Linked DNA regions of Mus musculus: region 2 is linked to region 1. Evidence: chromatin contacts called from public HiChIP or PLAC-seq data. All regions are on one chromosome and are shown on one strand. Each heading gives the region's core, a stretch centred on a gene start, on an enhancer-like site or on the middle of the called end of the contact. The rest is flanking DNA. Distances are from core to core; before and after follow the strand shown. Region 1 holds the start of Stat6 (signal transducer and activator of transcription 6). Region 2 overlaps Lrp1 (low density lipoprotein receptor-related protein 1).

Evidence for each region. HiChIP or PLAC-seq counts read pairs in DNA pulled down with a chosen protein or histone mark.
Region 2: an H3K27ac HiChIP or PLAC-seq map of embryonic stem cells shows a contact between it and region 1, with 10 read pairs. The contact joins the enhancer-like site here to the promoter of Stat6 in region 1. A contact is called at or near these places in 1 of 39 promoter capture datasets (macrophages), 2 of 15 datasets of contacts at CTCF or cohesin (CD8 T cells and the NIH/3T3 cell line), 8 of 484 Hi-C or Micro-C datasets (LSK cells, bone marrow-derived macrophages, differentiating spermatogonia and 5 more), 15 of 115 datasets of contacts at active chromatin or transcription factors (CD8 T cells, the HPC-7 cell line, the SCID.adh cell line and 8 more) and 3 of 9 other capture datasets (adipose tissue, liver and pancreatic islet).

The regions. Positions count from the first base shown.
Region 1 is chr10:127,640,214-127,647,166 of GRCm38.p6, forward strand. It overlaps Stat6 (signal transducer and activator of transcription 6), which reads left to right and starts at 2,773. Exons shown (of 22, transcript NM_009284.2): 1 at 2,773-3,036; 2 at 6,678-6,814. The coding sequence starts at 6,699. Gm40802 (a long non-coding RNA gene) reads left to right here. Exons shown (of 3, transcript XR_872173.2): 3 at 1-207.
Region 2 is chr10:127,589,237-127,596,189 of GRCm38.p6, forward strand. It overlaps Lrp1 (low density lipoprotein receptor-related protein 1), which reads right to left. Exons shown (of 89, transcript NM_008512.2): 7 at 6,049-6,211; 8 at 5,713-5,935; 9 at 4,544-4,733; 10 at 4,117-4,260; 11 at 2,666-2,902; 12 at 1,321-1,501; 13 at 319-541. Among named protein-coding and RNA genes, the nearest start is that of Gm16217, 3.5 kb to the right of the region's middle. Within about 2 kb of position 3,380, at least 95 of the 459 cell types and tissues checked have an H3K27ac peak or open chromatin away from gene starts, as enhancers often do. A contact at or near this core is called in the SCID.adh cell line, adipose tissue, bone marrow-derived macrophages and 6 more, where this site is marked.

The sequences.
Region 1 (6,953 bases), core at 1,523-4,022:
CAATCTGAAGTAAGTGCACCCTAGTCACCTCACGTATCCCAGTCTCTACTGAGGTACACGGAACCACCACCGTTCTATCTGAATGCACCCCCCCCCCCGCATCGTGGGGACACCCGAATCGTCCCACTTGGTAGACCAACAGTCATGGATCTATCTCTAAAGTAGAATCAGATATACTTCTAAACCCTGGGTTCTCCTGTGACATCTGTGTCCCCACTGGCAGGATAAAGGAAGATGAAGTATTGTTTTTCTTCTGACACTTGCTTGTTTAGCAGATACCATCCTAGTTCATCTTAAGAGGAGCCAAAGCCGAGGCTGCAGCCTCTCTTCTCTCTCTTCCTGCCTGTTCTTGGACTCACACTTCCTGAGATACCCAGGGGGCAGGGCCTGGCTTCCACTCCAGTCTGAGGACGTTCATCTGTGCAGTGGGCACCTGGAAGCACATAGGTGTGCGCCATGAACTCACGCATGTGCATCCCTCGGTGTAAGCATTACTGGCTGGACCAGTCTCTGGATAGACTCCCATCTACCATCTCCACCCCTGCTCTCTTTCTCTTCCACTCACTGCCTTACAGACCTAAGGCATCCATAAAGGAACACACCTCTTCTAGGCTCTGCCTTACCCTCACAACTTACCCTCAGCACTACCCTCTCACAACCCTGGAACCTCTGGGTAAGATGAAGAGCCTTCTGGGTTTTTTCCCACATAATATTTATTCTTGGCCATAAAAACAGTGTCTGGGACTGGAGAGAGAGCTCAGTGGTTAAGAGCTCTGGCTGTTCTTCCAGAGGACCTAGATCTGATTACCAAGACCCACATGGTAATTAGAAAACAATCATCTGTAATTCTAATTCCAGGGTATGTGATGCTCTCCTCTAGCCTCTGAGAGCACCAGGCATGCACATGGTATACATTCATGTAGACAGTATATCTATAGACATTAAGAACAATCCATCAAGGGGGCTGGAGAGATGGCTCAGATGGTTAAGAGCACTGACTGCTCTTCCGAAGGTCCTGAGTTTAAATCCCAACAACCACATGGTGGCTCACAACCATCCGTAATGAGATCTGACTCTCTCTTCTCGAGTGTCTGAAGACAGTGACAGTGTACTCATATGTAATAAATAAATAAACAAGAACAAAAAACCCAACCCATCAAATATTAATTGTTGGGTTGGGATGTGACTCATTTGGTAGCATCCTTGCCTGACATGCAAAAAGCCCTGGGTTCAGTTCTTAGCATCACAAGCCCTCTTGCTGTTTGTTGCATATTTCTAAGCCTGGTACTTGGGAGGTGAAGTTAAAGTTTGTCCTTGGTTACTAGGCAATTTCAAGGCCATCCTGGGCTACATGACCCTTTGTCTCAACAACAGCATCAACAACCACAGTCCAACCAAGTAGCTGAGCAACAACAACAACAACAAAAGTACCTCCTGCTTGCTGTTTACTAGGTGACCAGAGTTCCTCTGAGCCTTTATGTATCAGTATATTCTATTCTCACAACCCCACAGCTTAAGCCACTCTGCGTGCTCCGTCCTACAGATAATGAACCAGCCAATTCTGCAGTTAGCATCTTTGGCAGGACTTGAACACAAATAGGTCTTGCTCAGAGTCCATGATTATATTATATGTACATGTACAGTTTGCTCTGGCACCTGGGTGGATCTAAGTTTGCACTGTGTACAGTGCCCACGGATGTGCAGTGGAGGAATCAGCTCAGGCACCAGGGGGCGCCAGAAGCCTGGCTTTTGCTCTTTCAGCCCAGCCCTGAAAGGCAATGGAAAGCCAAAATTCCAACTTGACACAGCCACCCTCAGACTATCCCTCCATACACTCGACTTTCAGGTTTGGCCTTTTGTTATCCTCCCCAACAAAAACTACAGGACAGTCCTCTGGTTATGATGGTGATTCAGAGGCTGAACAAGGGGCGTGTGTGTGTGTGTGTGTGTGTGTGTGTGACTCTAAGAGGCTCTGAGGGCTGTCATGTGTGAGAGCCTGCTGCTACATGTGTAAAGCTCAGACACGCGCGTGTGCGTGTGTGTATGTGTGTGTGTATGCGTGTGTGTGTGTGTGTGTGTGTTTTCTTGTGGCCAGGGAAATTGCACATATTTGTTTTGGGGTGTGTCTCAGTGTTTACCTCAGAAACAGATAGGAACTTTGCCAAGGTTGCACAGCATATTCACATTCAAACTTGGCACCCTGGCAGCCCTCAGTGGCTATCACTAGGGTTTGGGACGTGGTATCCCCGAATGAATTCCTTTTCCTCCAAGGGACTCCCGGAGACTTCCAGAATTCTGAGCTAAGGGTTCCCCTCCCCCACTTCCTCCCTACAGTATCACGGGACTTCTAAGGCGTTCCTGCCTTGGAAGGAGGTGAGCCTAATTGTGCAGGGGCCTCGGGCTCCCAGCTGTTTTTCAGGGTCCTCCACTGGAGGACGCACACAACCCAGATGTCCCATAGCACAGTTCCCCGAGGTCCCAATCTCTGGCCCGGAGAAAGTTTGTGTGGTAGCTAGGCAGTTCGGGGTGGCATGCCTCTGCCAGATATTAGGTGACTTTTCCGAGGAGTGGGGAATGGATCAGTGCTAAGGGGATTAGAGTAAAGGTCAGCCTCCCTCCAGTGTGGTTCAATGGAGCTCCAGCTTTGCCCTCCCCACTACGTGCTTCCCCACCGGGTACATACAGGTTCACCCCACTTTCTTCCTCTTCCTCCTCCAGCCCACTTTCTCTTCTCTGTGTCGTCAGAGCGCCAGGGAGGGACCTGGGCAGACAGAGAAGCCGGAAACAGCAGGCCGGGGCAGCCAGGGTTTACAGTGAAGAAGGCCCGGAGACGAGTGCGTGCGTGCCTGTGTGTGTGTTTGTGTGTGTGTGCGCGCGCTCGAGCGTGTGCGCGCGTGCCTGTGTGCATATGTGTGTGTGTGTCTGTACACATTGAGTTTTTAGGGCCAGCCCAGGACCCGCTGGACAGACCTACAGACCCATGGGGCTTGGTAGTGCCCTCTGAGAGAGGGAGAAGATAGCAGCGGGGCTGCTGAGGTGAGGGGACGTCTGCGAGTAGGGAAGGTTATGGGGGGGCTTTGACGAACCACGAGGGATGGATTTTCGGGGCCTCTCGGATCCTCCCCCCTGGGCGGGGCAGTTGGTCCCCTGAAAATAGTTTCATCTGGGGTTAGCTGACGGCACTGGGTTTTGGCAGTTTCCAACTTTCGAAGGACTCGGGTGGGTACAGGCCTCCACATTCCGGTCCCCAACGTGTCGCGTCACTTTCCCCAATCCTCAGCCCTGCGCCTCCTGGGTCTTGGGACAGTCGCTGGGCAGAGGAGAAGAAAGGTTCTCTGGGTTGGGGGACATGGCTGCCTTTCCCTAGAAGTTGATGCTCCAGGGTCCCCGAGCCTGTCCAACCCCTAGCTGCTGCCCGCTAAAGGTTCCTACTCAGGGTGTGGCTGGAGGGTGAGAGAGACCCAGATGTAGATCTCATGGTGCCCCAGAGGAGGGGGACTTTCCCCCTCACTTTTTTGGCCGCAGTAAACCCTGAGATTTCCCCGTGGAGGGCAGCCGGCTGGGGGTTAACCCTCCTCATGCTGACCTGGCTCCACCTCCTCCCACCCTTTCCCACCCCCACCAGCGCCGCCACCGTCATATATACACGCACATTGGACAACTCAGGGAAGCCCTTGACTTTTGATATTGGGGTCACACGGCCAGCGGACTCGGAATGCGGGAGTGGAGGGGATAGATTTAGGCCACCAAGCTTACGAAGAAGCTTCTAGGTTGTCGGGCTTCCCCTACGGCGGGGAGGGGGAGCCTGGAAGGGAAAGCTCGCCCCGCCTCTTGAAGTGTAGCTCCGCCTTCCCACCCTAGGGGACTGATCTCAAGAAAGGACGGTCCTTGTCCTAGCCCGACCTATAGACCCTGCAACGTTACCGGCAGCTCAGGAGAAAAATATGGCTTAATGGCGTCTGGGGTGGGGGAAGGATGAGACTTGAGTCACTCTACAGGGAGATTTAGAGGAAATTGGAGCTGTTCCTGGCTTGGCGGTCCCAGTCCCCAGTAGGGTAAGGATAGGGCCAAAGGTCTGGAATCCGAACATTCCAGAGACTGGGAGGAAAAGGGAACAGAATCCTCTCTTAAATTTGAAAATAAGACAAATGTGACTCTTCGGGATGCCCCACCCAACGGGGTAGACAGTTTTAGAGCAAAGTCTGGTTGGAGGACCCTATGCAAGAGTTGAAGACTCTGCCTTTGGGAGTGAGAACTCAGGGAGTGGGAGAGCAACCGGGAAGATGGTTAAGGGTAGGCAATGTCCTGTGAAGTGGCCTCCTTCTCTTCTATATGGGAGTCCTGTGGGAGTTAAGAGGCTCAAAAGGCAGGAGGAATTGGGGAGACCCAGGGAGTTTCCATCCCATCTTCCTCCTCCTCCTCTCTGAGAGGTCATTATAAACTGAGAGCCATCCCTCCCATCAACCACTGAGCCATCCCCCTCAACCCAGCCCACTCTGAGGCCCCTGAGAGACTCAGGAGCCAGCACTCTGCTCCCTCTCCCTCCTCTTTCCCTGCCTTTCTTCTTCTCTTCCTCTGGCTTTTTGGCTGTCTTGTTGTCCCCCACTTCCAGACTGATCAGTCCTCATTGCTTCTCTGGTCTTCCCTCCCTTTCCCCCTTCCCAGCTCTTCCTGTCCTATCTGTAAGGTGATGGGATCTCTGAGCTGGAGGGAATTCTAACAGCACAGTATAGTGATTAATCCCAATGATGAGTAAGGGCCAGATTACTAACTTCTTGCCCAGTGGCCTTGGACAAGTTAACCTTCCTGAGCCTTAATTTCTTCATCTAGGAAAAGGGATAATTGTAAACTTTAAAATAGGCCTGGAGAGATGGTTCAGTGGCTAAGAGCATTGGCTGTTCTCCTGAAGGACCTGGGTTTGATCCCCCCAACACCCCAACACACACACACACACACACACACACACACACACACACGGCAACTCACAACTGTTTCTAACTCCATTTCTAGAGGCACATATATACATAGGCAAAACCATTAAGATAATAAAAAGCTAAAAATAATATTGTGAGGGGGCAGGAATGTAACTCAGGAAAGAGCACAATGTAGCATGTGTGAGGCCCTGGGAGACACTTGCACACGTGCACACATGCATGCATACACACGTGTATACACACATGCATACACACGAGCACAGGCACAGACACACGTACATACACACATGCGCGTGCTTGTGCACACACACAGGCACAGACAAACATGCACACACATATACACACTCTCGTGATTGCGCGCAGGCATGCGCACGCGCACACACACACACACATACATGCACACACAGTTGAGTATGGTATACCTGTTATGGAATAGTGCATAATGACTTGTAGACATTGTTATTCTTCCACCATCTTCATCACCTAGCTTGGTGACTTTTGCAGTGCTGGGCACTGAACTTACAGTTTCACAAATACTAGGCAGGCACTCTACCACTGAGGTGTCTTTCAAATTTCCTCATTGTAACTCTTGTTACAGTATGATGCGTAATTTATTATTGTTGTCGTTGATCTCTTTGTGTGCCCAGTTTACATATTAAGCTTTTCATAGCTGTATATGGGAGAAAATATAGAAGACACAGGGGTAGATGCTGCAAGCTGTCTCAGGCCCTATCCATGGTCTTGGGTCAGAATGATGTCCTGCATGCTCTTTTCAGACACTGGTGTCACATAGATTAAAATCTAAAGTTGGAGTCAGGTGTGGTGGTGCACGTCAGTAGTCCCAGCCCTTGGGAAGTGGAGATAAGAGGATCAAGAGTCCGAGGCTGACCAGTCATTGTGGTGCATGTCTTTAATCCCAGCAGGCAGGGGCAGGGGCAGGGGCAGGGGCAGGGGCAGGGGGATTTCTCTGAGTTCAAGGCCAGTCTAAGCTACATAGGGAGCTCCTCTAATGTACTCAGAGCACCTGCCTACCACATCCAAGCCCCTGAGTTTGTTCACAGCACCTCTAAAAAATTAAAATTGTTTCCTGCTTTCAAGTGTTTAAAAAGAGAAGAGGTATGGTGACATGTACCCAAATCTCACTTGAGGGGCTGAGAAGAAAGGACTCCTTGAGTTCAGGAGTTCAAAGGCAGCCTGGGCAACATAGCCAGAAAATCTTAAGACAAAAAATTTAGAAGGTACCCTATTCATTCAGCCTTCTTTTTTCATGATAAGAAGATCAAACTTCATAGAGTACAGTCTTTATACCCCCCCAGAACCAGACCAGGTCCACCTGTCTCCATGGACCTTGCTCCTCCCCTTCCGTCCTGTGTCCTCTTGTCCCCTCACTGACCTGGCTGTAGCTCTTCAGCTTGCCTGTGTCTGCCACTGAAGGTTTTGCCTTGTTTTGGATACTGCTGCCAAGGGAGCCTGTGGCTTCAGGTGTCTTGGAAGTGGGTATGATCAAATGGCGGAAGGAGAATATTGTGATGCACCACTTCCTAACTCAACTCTCTGGGACTTTAGCTTGAACCATGAGAAACTAGAAAGAACCAGAAGCTCTGGAAAGATCCAGCATTCTAAGCCCAGCAAGACTGAAGGAGGTTCTCAGCAAGGCCATCTGTATGGAGGAGCTGTGGCTGTCCCAGCAGCCAGGCTGCTTTCTTGGGAGCCTCACTGAAAGGCCTTGTTCTTCTTCCCCAGGCACCCTGTATATCCCAGATCATGTCTCTGTGGGGCCTAATTTCCAAGATGTCCCCAGAAAAACTGCAACGGCTCTATGTTGACTTTCCACAACGCCTACGGCATCTCCTGGCTGACTGGCTGGAGAGCCAGCCCTGGTGAGTCTTGTTCCGTGTCTTCCCCGTCTTTTGAGAGCCCTTGTTGCTAGTAGAATTCAGAATTGAGGACTTGTTAGTGTGTATCAAATGGCCTAGACTTGGTGGGCCGTACATGTTAACATGTAGACATTGTACCTCT
Region 2 (6,953 bases), core at 2,130-4,629, 50 kb before region 1:
CTCATGAACCAACGGAGTGAACAAATATGCATATATGCTACCCCTTAGCACCTTACATGTTGCTGCGTGACTACCCTGAAGTGTGTTATATGTATGTATGTGCACACGCACAGAAGTGCACACACAGGTGTGCTTGTGGGCAGCCATATGCAGATAGACATCCTCAAAGAAGACAATATACACAACATGAAAACATACATTCATAGAGTAGCCATGTGTAGACCTGTAAGAAGCACGAAGCCCTACACACACAGACATGTACATCCTCATGGAGTTTCCATAGAAACAGGGTTAAACAATGCACACATGCCTGCCCACCTTCCGGTCTGTGCCATTGAGCAGTATGGTCTCAATTCGGTCATAGAAGGCATCCACCCAGTAGAGGCGTCCGGCTGGGATATCCAGGCTTAGCCCATTGGGCCAAAGCACTGTCTTGGAGGTGACAAAGATATCTCGGTGTGAGCCGTCCATCCAAGCCCTCTCGAGCCGCCCTCGCCGACTGTCCTTGGGGTCCTCCTCCCAGTCTGTCCAGTACATCCACCTGTGGGCAGTGACTGGTCAGCACCACATGGTCACCCTTGTCACAACAGCTTCTGTTGTGATTCTAGGCACTAGGTGGTATCTAGGTGGTATCCAGAGTTCCTCCCAGGGGTCTCTCTGAGCTATTTCTCTCTAAACCCCACATCACAGCAACTCAGGCCACCATGAATGGCTACTCTAATTGGAGCATGGCTCTGGCATCCCAGGATGCAGCAAAACCAAGGTTCCCCATCTCTTAGGAGCGAACATCCCAGGAGAAACAAGTTGTTCAAGAAAGTCGTGTCGGAGTGATAAAATCAGGAGGAAAATTAAATGTGAGTGGCGGAGAGAATCTAGGCAGCAAGTTTGGGTGAACAGGGATGGGGTGGGGGGCTTCTCTGAGACCCAACGCTGACAAGAAACCAAATGTGAGGTATCCGGGAGTTCCAGACAGCAAAGGATGGGACAGGAAGTGGTGGGTGAGGGAAGGAAGGCAGGTGCAGATGTTGGCAAGCAAGAACTGTGCAGACCCAAAGGCTAGGGCGGCTTGGAGCCAAGGGGAACCAGGAGAGAGCTCTGTAGTGGAGCGGCAGAAGCAGACTTCCGGTTGCGTACCAGGGTTTTGTTTTCCCTCCTCAAGACAGACGGACAAACACACGCTCTCTTTTCAGGCTCCTTTTTCAGGCTCCCGTTCCTGCCTCTGCAGCCTGCCTGCCTCAGCCACGCCCCTGGCTTTGCCGCTTCCCTCCCCAGTCCTCTGAGATGTACATGCATCCACCCCACGCCCAGGGACAGACTCACCCATTGAGTGGATCCACTACAATGGCCCTGGGGTGTGTCATCTTGCCCTCAATTAGAGTCTTCCGGGTCTGAGCGGCTTTCTCCAGCCTGGCCACACTAATGGTCTTCTTGGGGCCATCATCAGTCCAGTAAAGATTGTCTCCCATCCAGTCCACGGCTACGCCCTCCACATTGTGGATGCCTGTGAGGGTGTAGAGAGCGCATGGGGGTGACCCTTGAAGGACACATGACACAGAGAGAGATGGTGGCCAGGCAGGGGGAGCAGGAGGCATGTGGTGCCCTGAATGGTGGGCAGATGGGGGAGGGAGGGTGGGGCAGAGGTGGGGGTGGGGATGGAGACGACCCTTTCAGATGCCACATCTACACTGCATCTACGATGCCACATCTACATTTTGAAAAACAGCATGAGGCAGCCAGGAAACTACGTGACTAAGGGGAGCTCTCAGATGAGGGCATGTCTGGGCCTGTGCTTAGGTGGACAGCCGGGGCGATATGCACTGGCTCTTTGCTCCAGTATGACGCCACCATCCTGGGCCTAAAAAACCTGTACTCACAAAAATGAGTAAATTAGGAAGTGAATTTTCCCTTAGCCAAAGGCTTTATCTAGTGTCCCTTAAATAGCAGTTCCCCTGTACAGGGGTCCCCAGTGTCTTCCTGACAGGAGTCATTCTTGATTTCCACACAGTCTTATGATTGCTGACTGCTGAGGTTCTCTGAGCTGCACAGAGGGTGGGGAGCAAGCCAGATTGACTGGTTAAGGAACCAGATCTTGGGGCCCCCAAAAACAGATCTGAGGTATAAAACACACACAGCTCAGAAGCCCTCAAGGGGAACGGCTCCACTGCACAGTGGCCCTGCCAAAGTAGGTCAGAGGGAGAGACAGACACAGAGTTCTCAGGCCACAGAGAGGTAGAGATATCCGTGGCCATGAGATCCAGCTGCATACATTCTGAGCATTTACACTTGTGGATGAGCCCTGTCTGACATGGCAGGCCCGGCTGTGATTCAGGGCCTATGGCCTCTCCTGGCTGTATGCTGTACACAGCTCCAGGGCTCTGAGCCAATGGCGGCGAGACCCTGAATTTTCCCAAGGGCTGGCCAAGGCAGCCCTCACTGCCTAACACATCCATCCATCCTCCGACTCTTTTTGGCTCAGCCAAGAAGGGGGTCACACAGGGGTCAACCTGTCTATCCCCTCATCTCCATGCCAACCAGCCCAGCCAGCTTGTCAGCAAGGACTCTTCATACTGTGAGGGAGCAATCTAAGCCTCTGATGTCTTCCTGTCTCAGGCGCCTCATCCCCCAGGAGCTCTTCCCACACACCGCCCACCTCTGACGCCCTCACCATCCTTCAGGATAGTCTCTCTCTCCGTGCCATCAATTTTCTGGCGGCCAATGAGGTAGCTGGTGGTGTCAGCAAAGTAGATGAAGCCGGTCTCGGCGTGGAAGTCCAGAGCGCGTGGATTCATAAGGTTCTCGATGGGGATCATGTGCTCATCTGGGACCTTGGCCCCCATGTCCATGCCTCTAATGATGCCTGGTCGGCCCTTGCCATACACGAGGAACAGCTCATGTTCAGGTTCTAGGGCAAGTACAAAGGGCACAAAGTTACACAGACACACATGAACTTGCGCACACACACACACACATGCATACACACACAGACATACATGCATATACACACAGACACACATGCACTCGCTCACATACACACATGCACACACACATACACACATGAACTCGCACACGTGCGCGCGCACACACACACATGCAGACACACAGACACACATGCACTTGCTCTCACATACACACAGAGATACACATGCACTCGCTTACACACACACACACACACACACACAGATACACATGCATATACACACAGACACACATGCACTCACACACACACACATGGATACAGACACACACGCATACACACAATGCACACACATGTATGCGCACATTCACACGCACACATGGTCACCACCCAAATTGAAATCTGGGTCTGAGGTGCTATAGTGCGTTGGCTGGGCTGGGTCAGGAGATCTGGAGCAGACAGGGCTATGAGTCACTCCCAGAAGACACAAGATAACATGCTCCACTCTAGTCCTAGAGCCGCTGTGTCATGGGGATTTGACTCAAGCAACTTTTCATGGAAATCGGAGTGCTTTCAGAGCACGTTGGTATCTGGTCATTCTACCAGTCTGTCACCATCTTAACCTAAACCATGTCACTCTGACCCACACCATGGAAATAGCCACCTGGCTTCTTCCCTCCTGCCCAGCACAGTATAAGCGTACACAGGACGCACCCAATCACTCATCTTCTTTCCACAGTGGTCATAAGCTCCTCATCCCAGTGAGAAATTCCCTTCATTTCCCTTTACTCACACCACGACACCTTACCCAGCGTCTCGGCAGACCACACCCTACACTGGCCTCAGGGCCTTTGAACCGTAAGTTCACTCCTCCATAAATGATCTCTCAGCAGTCACACGGTTGGCCGCCTCACTTCATCAGCAGAGAGCTTGGCTTAGATATCACATCCTCCGACTGTCCTGACAACTCCTCTGTCCCCCCACACCCTTCACTGCCCGAACGGTGTCAAACACCCAGTGTGTGTTTGCTGAACACTCGCAGAATGAGTGATCGTGTGCTAGATATATCGCTGCTCTTGGGTGTGGGCCCCTTATGTCTCTGCCCTTCGTTTCTCTGCATCTAGGCAGAGGCAGCGGGTTACAGGGGAATGTCTGTGGACCCACCCCTACCCCCAGCAGGCCCAACTCTCCCTGATACTCACTCTTACAAGACTTCCCATCACTTCCCAGGCTGAAGCCAGACCTGCACCTGCAGGTCCTTGCCTTGTGACTGTTGGCCAGGAGGCAGATGTCGGAGCAGCCACCTGGCTTCCCGTACTGGTCATTCTCACAGGCGTGACTCCGCACTGGGGGCAGAGGAGAGAGCTGTCAGCACCCTTCAGGGGGCTCTGCTCGGGTCAGATGGGGGGTGCTCTTTGCTCTTGTCCCATTTTAGGACTTTGAAGCCCAGAACTAGTATTCACCGCCTTGCCACAACCCAGGCATAAGGGATTCCGGTCGTGGAGAGGCGAGGAGAAGTAGCTTGGGGAAGGTGCCTAGAAACACTCTCAATTTGAAAGAGATATGCAGAAGAGCAGACAGTGCTGTTGGGGTGAAGCCGACTGTGGAGGTGCCCTGTTGACCGCTTACCTCGGGGCTGGCGTCGCTGGTGGTAGATATGCAGGGCACCACCCTTGTCCACACGGGTGACGACCTGGTACTCAGTACTGTTGAACCGGTTCACTCGGATCACGCTCGTCTTCTGCTGCGTGTTGGCATTGTCCGAGTTGGTGGCGTAGAGATAGTTCTCAAACACGGTCAGGCCGTACAGGTGCTCGATCTGAGACGGCAGGCAGCGTCGGTCAACAAGATGAAAAGGCTGCTCCCTTCATCCCCCATCGGCCTCCGCCTGCCACCCAGACTCCCATCACCTACGTCCGAACTTTCCCCGCTAGTTTTGTTTAACCTGATGCTAAACTTGTGTGTTCTGGAAATTTCTGTTTGTCCATCTCCTATTCGTCCTTCACAAAGTAAAGAACTGGAGTTTTCAAAGAGATGCTATTCCTTTCTATACTCTGCCTCTGTGGTGACACTGCTATCTAACACACCAGATGTGCTGATCACTGGACCATCCTACCACCGAGGACAAGAAAAAACAATGTCCCTCGCAGAATTAAGCTCCTTGCAGACCCTTTGAGAATTTGCAGATGAGTTAAACTCGGGCCCTAACCTCCCTCCCCAGAGAATGCTCAACTTGACTGCAGCTTTTCTGGAGACTGAGGGTTCTCTCGTGTCCCAAGGAAGCCTACAGGGGCCAGCTGTTTCCATTTGCCCAAGATAAGGAGTCTGCTGTGAGATTTTTCAAGGTTAGGACTGGAAGAGTTCCACTCAAAGCCCCGGGCATGGCTGCACACGCAAGCTACTCCGGAGTGGACGGTCTGCACTGAGCAGCAGGACCTCCTGGCTGGGTTCGAGCGTTGTTCCCAGTTGTGTAACCTCTGGCAAATTACCAAACATCTTTGAACCCCGCTTTTGTCAACTGCCTGCTCATCTCCCAGGGGTTATTTTAAGCCTCAAATAAGAAAAAGGGAAGTAAAAGGGGTGTCTTTAAATGACTGCTCCCATCAGAATGGGAAGCCATAGCCTTCCTCTCTGACACATTCCTGCTGGCCCCTCCAGAAGACATGGGCTGGTTAACTCTGCTCTTTCCACACTCACTGGGAGCCCTAGAGATCAAGTCCCCCAAAGGACTCCCCGTCAGCAGGAGGCTCTGGTGGTTGGTCTCCTCAGAATAACCTCAGACAAAGCAGCCCCCTCACCAGGATGCCTTGGATGATGGTCTGCCGACCCTTCCCTTCGTAGTCTACCACCTCGATGTAGTCTAGGTAGGCGTCCGCCCAGTAGACGAGGCGGCTGACCAGGTCCAGGGTGATGCCGTGTGGAAACACGATCTTGCTATCCACCAGCTTGGTGCGGTTCTGTCCATCCATGTCACAGCGCTCCACCTTTGGGATCTGCCCGTAGTCAGTGAAGAACACCTTCCTGTGGGTGCACACATGATAAATGGGGCGCAGGGACCAGGATCCCCCACACACTTCCCACTACAGCTTCTGCCTCCTCTTTCGAGAGTGAGAATGCCAGCCCGACACTCTTACCCCATGGCGGGGTCCAAGGCGATGCCTTTGGGGTTGTAGAGTTCCAGGTCCAGCAGAGTGACACAGGTGTCCCCGTTTCGGTTACAGACAAAGATCCTGTCGTCAATGTCGTCGACAAAGTAGAAGTTTCCCGTCAGCCAGTCGATTGCCATCTGCTCCACGTCTGGAAAAGGAAGGAGAGAGCTATGTGGGACAGGCCCACCCACAGGCATCCGTTCCTCTGGTGAGCTTGCCTTCTCTGCGACCTAACCCTCCTCAGCCACAGCCAGCTGCAGCCACCTTCCCCGGAGCTCTTGTGGGTGTTCGCAGCGGATACAGTCACACTTTGACATTCTTTATGTTTCCAAGTATCTGGTCTCTCCAAATAGAAGTCTCCAAATAGACTCAACCCCCTGCCCCAGCCCCCATCCTAGGCTCAGGATTGTCATAAGCAGGAGGGACTAGGTAAATATTGGCTGGCTGACTGACTGACTGACTGACTGACTGACTGACAGGATCTTCCGATTCTAATCCAGTTTTCATCAGGAAAGTGCTATCTTGTAGTGCCAAGAGGCAGGAGGTCAGGCCTACCAACTCACCCTGATATTTTCTCTTTAACCTGCTTTCTCTTGAGAAAAGGGTGTCCTAACTAACCAAAACGGCACATTATCTTTGGTTTGGGCCTGATTTATATTCGCTCTACATGGTAAGTCTAATTATTTCATACTAACAAGAAGTACCGGCTGGAAGCTGTGCATGTTGCATAAATTTAAAGAAAAAAAATTACTGGGAAGTAGAATGTTCATAAATGAACTCAGCTTGGGAGAAAAGTATTTCAAAATATGAAGTTCATACAGCATGACCCAAGACTGGTGGCCCCGAGGCTGGGGAATCAGTCACATGAGCCAAACTCCTTCTTCTTGCCT